Linked DNA regions of Lactuca sativa: region 1 is linked to region 2. A link is a contact called in public Hi-C data. All regions are on one chromosome and are shown on one strand. Each heading gives the region's core, a stretch centred on a gene start, on an enhancer-like site or on the middle of the called end of the contact. The rest is flanking DNA. Distances are from core to core; before and after follow the strand shown.

The links. A called contact is a pair of places that touch in the nucleus more often than the background predicts.
Region 1: a Hi-C map of seed shows a contact between it and region 2, with 4 times the contacts expected there. The contact joins the promoter of LOC111905328 here to the promoter of LOC111905325 in region 2. A contact is called at or near these places in 3 of 4 Hi-C or Micro-C datasets (leaf and seed).

What each region holds. Positions count from the first base shown.
Region 1 is chr6:53,670,909-53,673,608 of Lsat_Salinas_v11, forward strand. LOC111905328 reads right to left here and starts at 1,289. Exons shown (of 7, transcript XM_023901023.2): 1 at 677-1,289; 2 at 413-467; 3 at 235-309; 4 at 31-122. The coding sequence starts at 1,038.
Region 2 is chr6:53,508,342-53,511,041 of Lsat_Salinas_v11, forward strand. It overlaps LOC111905325 (general negative regulator of transcription subunit 3), which reads left to right and starts at 1,252. Exons shown (of 13, transcript XM_023901020.3): 1 at 1,252-1,527; 2 at 1,632-1,763; 3 at 1,944-2,060; 4 at 2,163-2,213; 5 at 2,313-2,402; 6 at 2,489-2,635. The coding sequence starts at 1,435.

The DNA.
Region 1 (2,700 bases), core at 39-2,538, 160 kb after region 2:
ATATTGGAAATTAAATGTGAGGTTACTTACTGGCAAGTAAAATTGTCACGAGCTAATACGTTTTTTCGGCTAAGCAAACTCACAAATCTTCTTCTCTTAACAACCTGAAGCAAATGTGGAACCTGATAGAAAAGAGATAATTTGAACATTCAAATTGCAAATAGATAGTGTTATGATTCTCATGAAGGATTAGTGAATTGATAATACAGTAGTATGTGATGAATAATGAATTACCCTTAAAACAGCAGGTATATAGAAGGATCCATTAGGAGAGTTCACAGTTTGATCATAATATTCAAGAACATCAGCCTGTGTATATGATACATTCACAGATTTCATACATAAGATCAATAATTTTCATGAATATTAGTCTATTAGATGATTACAAGTTTTCATTTTTCAAATCTCTAACCTTTTCCATGAACTCCAAACAAATGGCACGTTTCCAGCAGACAACATTTATAGGCCTAGAACAACAATCACAATCAGATCCAATCACTGTTATTACTATACAGTATTAAGAAGCCAATCAGAGATGTAGCTTAACTAACAGTCTAAAAGTAGGAAGAATCCACAGATACATGTTGATGTATGACAGCTTAACTAATAAGATTTCAGTCGCACCACATCAGATTAAACTAATATTGTATAAAAAAGGAAGATGAGAAGCACAAACCTGTACGAGATGTCCAAAACTAAACCTCTGAAACAAGACAGATTATCACTCTCATAATCAGGATCTCCCAACAGTTCATCATAAATAGCTTGCTGATCGACAATCGCGTCCTTTTCATTGCCTTTCATGCTCTTCGACTTGCTCCCAGACGCCGACGCGAAGACTCTAGTATCTCTGGTGGTACGATTTTGGGTATAATTGGTTAATGCCGTGATCTTCCGTTTGTCTGATAGTCTCAACCCCCTACAACTTCTGCCACCGTACAACGGAGCGCCGATGATATCTTTTGGCTCAAACCCTACCGACATTTCGTCGACGATGAAGATCGGCTTCAGGCGACGGAGGGCGGTGAATTCCGCCATCAATAAAAGCGTTCTGGAGTGTGTTTGATCGATTCGAATCAAATTTCAACTGATTTAAAACATAATTCTCAGATCCTGACGAATTTGAACACCTTTTGTTGGAATGTGTAAGTAATTGAGTTGTGGAAGTCTTGTCTAAATCATTTTTTCCGGGAAAAATCTGTTACCACATATTCCCTCTTCCCAACTTCGAATATCTTCTGCCTTCACCCTCTGTGAAATTACTATTCAGTCCTTTGTGTCGCTCGATTTGGCTTACAATAATAAGTTTTTGTTTTTTTTTTTTAAAGTTGAAGTGTTTAACCATATGATGTTTTTGATTTTTCATTTATTTCAGAATTCAGATGCAAAATGTCATTTTTTTTAACATAAAAAAATTAGCATGCATAGATGGCATTATACAATAACTTTTCAAAATAATAATATATTAATATTTAAATATAAAAAATATAGAATACTAAAAATGATTAATAAGACAGTATCTAATCGTGATCTTTGAATTGTATTGTATGATATTCGTATGTTTGTCAAATTCTTGAATGATATATTTAGGATATATGATCTGATATTCATAAGTTAAAAAACTTCAACAGACAAATTTAAAAGTAACTCATTTCACAAATTTCCATTATGTTTTATTTTATGGGATCAATGATACTTAATAGACAATATTTTACAAACAACAACACAACAAACTAACTATTGTTAGGTATTTACCTATTCTAGTCATACATGTCTTAGACGTATGCCTAACTTAACATTATTACATATCAGTGGCGGAGCTAGAAATTTTTATATGGAGTACAAACATTATCAATAAATATTCTATTGTTAGGATATGTTTGTCGAATTCTTGAATAATATATTTAGGATATATGATCTATATTTTAAACAAATTTAAAAGTAAACTTATTTGACAAATTTTCGTCATGCTTTATTTAACGGGATCAATGATCCTTATATAGGCATTATTTTACAAACAACAACACAAAAGATTAACTATTGTTAGTTATTTACCTATTCTAGTCATACCTATGTTAGACATATATTTAACTATCCATCAGACCAACGTGTCATACACACAATACATTACTATTATATATTTGACAAATATCAATATATCATAACTGTTTCATGTTTGATAGGTAATAATTGAATCGTACTTGAAGCAGTAGATTTGTGTTTGCTTTTATCTATTCCCCCATGTATCTCATATCTCATGTTGAAAAAATATCACCTATACTAGCCTTGAAAAGATAACCTAGTATTAACTTCTACCTTGTCTTTTTATGTTAGTAGAATTTACTTTATACATGTCCAAGGATTCCATTCAATCAATTTAACATTCAAGTTCATGTCCTACGATTGTCAATAATGGAATTCTCTCATTTATTATCCAATTCTAGTTCTTCTCTCGATCATAAGATACTTACTTAGATATCTTAAGAAAACCATGTATTTTAACCATTTAACTTTACCAAATTGTTATATATGTATTGTTAATTACACAATTCACACATAAATATAAATTTGACTTGCTTATATCAAACATCAATAACTTCTCATAATGCAATAATCCATAAATTAAATATGGCATTGAGTACTAATAGTAATAATCATCCATTTATACCAACAACATCGTCCTTGCATCATTTACATGAA
Region 2 (2,700 bases), core at 2-2,501:
TAGGTCAACAGTTAACATGCAATTTACATTTACCTTTTTAGGGCAAGCATCAAAGAGTCGGCCAGGGTTGTATTTAGTAGTTGACGTTCGTAATATTGCTTCACATCCACACGAGCATTGAACTGATTTCATCGAACCCTTCATTTCAGTTAGGTCACTTGAACGGTAAGAAGAATATGAGAGCAAAAGAAAGCTTATTAAGCCCACATATGTGTCTGAAACATGAGTATATGTAAGGGTAAATTGTGAAAGGACGAAATTACCCTCTTTCACACTAATTAACTATAATTTCCATTAACTACTATTTTTCCATTAAATAAACCCGGTTACAAAGTTTAGTTTATACAAAATTGCCTGTGCTTAGACAGGTCTTCAATCACCTTCGCCAAAACAAACACATAAACCCTAATACACAACATTATACTACCAAAAGAAGACACATCCATACCTAATCAACACAAACACTACGAACCACCTACATAAACACCAACAAATCAGGGGTTCACGATACGAAGAAACTTCTCCACCATAAAACCAAAAGTCACAATCACAAGTCTAATCACCAATACAGTCAACGAAGTCACCTTTTTCTCTGTGCACTCAATCTGACGATGTAATGCGAGTGACTGAACCCTGCATAACACCAAATCTCGACCCATTTCTTCTTTGAACCGGGCGACTTCCATTTTCTGCTCTGCAATTTCTGCTCCACAATCACAATAAATTGTATGCAAATCGCCGAAGTTGAGACGGTCTCGTGAATTTATAGATATTGACTCCGGCGAAAGTGGTGGTGGGGTCGCCATCGTGACTCACGTGAATGCGAAGTATCGAGGTTATGTCGGATTGTCGGTAACCTTTAGTGGAAAAGGGTATTGAAGATTTAGGGTTTCATCGAATAAGCCACTGCTTTTATGGACTGATGGGTCCACAGTGACCCTTAGGCCCCAAGCAAGGAACCGGTCACAACTCAGTGACATGTACATGAGTTAACTCAGACTCAACTCACTTGCTGATTATGCTTATTACGTGTATGGTTTACCTGTTAAAACAGGTAACTGGACCAATTTAGCCGGTAAAGTAAAACTTGGTTCCTCTCAAGTGCGAAAAAAAAACAATAGGGACCATTTAAGCCATAACTAGAAAAATGGTTGGGTGAGAGTGACATTTACCCTAAAAATAAATGAATAGGAAGATTTTAAAGATAAATAGATAAAAATTGTTGATGTTTTATTTCTATTATTTGATTGCATTTTTGTTGCAAAATTCCCTACTCCAACTTATCATCGTCTTCACTGAAAGAAAAGAAAATCCTACTAGAATTACACAAGATCGGAGCCATAATTTGGGAAAGCATCACTACCAATCGCTGGGGTTTTGGATGATCGGTTTTAATAATAATTCAATCAGTTTGCCACATTTTATAGTTTCTTAATGGGAGCGAGTAGAAAGCTTCAAGGCGAGATCGATCGGGTTTTGAAGAAAGTCCAGGAAGGAGTCGATATTTTCGACAGTATTTGGAACAAGGCAATTTCATTTAGTTATCTTCAACTTCTTGATTTTTTTTTTCGTTTAATGCATATATTGATAGTTGATGTGTAACAGTCAGTTGTCGAAATTTCGTTGTTTAGGTTTACGATACTGACAATGCCAATCAGAAGGAGAAATTTGAAGCCGATTTGAAGAAGGAGATCAAGAAACTTCAGAGGCACAGAGACCAGATTAAGACATGGATACAGTTCACCGAGATCAAGGATAAAAAGGTTAGTTTAATCGCTCTGTACAGTTGCTGCTTGCTTACCGAGTTACTGAAGTATCGAATACTGTTTTCCTAGTAGTTGTGTGCTGTTCGCTATTAGGTTTATCTCAATCCACAGAAAATATATTTACAACAAAATTCTCTTTCATGCATGTTGACATCGGTTAGTGCCTCTTATGAGCAGGCTCTAATGGATGCTCGGAAGCTTATTGAAAAAGAAATGGAACGGTTTAAGATATGTGAAAAGGAAACAAAGACAAAAGCATTCTCCAAGGAAGGCCTTGGACAGCAGCCTAAAACAGTATGTATTACTATATTTCCACCATTGTTACTGTATGAATCTGAAATTGGACATTTGTGTACATCTTTTTTCCTGCATTAATCTGTTAATTCTCTGTCGTAGGATCCAAAGGAGAAAGCAAAGTCAGAGACTAGAGATTGGTTGAACAATACAGTATGGAACTATAGTACTATACTTTCATTTTGAAGTCTGATTTTGAATCACAAATTGGACATTTATATAAATAATTAAATATACATTTTCTTGAATTAGGTGTCTGAGCTTGAATCTCAAATTGATAGTTTTGAAGCTGAGATGGAGGGGTTATCTGTTAAAAAAGGGAAAGCAAGGCCACCAAGATTGGTAATATAGCAAATGAAGGGTACAATTTCTGATGAATAATGATCATTGTTAAAATTTCATAACTTAATAAGCAATTTGTTTCACAGACTCATTTGGAATCATCAATCAATCGACACAAAGCTCATATAATGAAGTTAGAGTTGATTTTAAGATTGCTGGATAATGATGAGTTGAGCCCTGAACAAGTCAATGATGTTAAAGATTTCTTGGATGATTATGTGGAACGAAATCAGGTTTTTTTATTTTCTTTCACTTGAAGATTTTTTTCAAAATGGACTCTGTTATTTAACTGAATCAT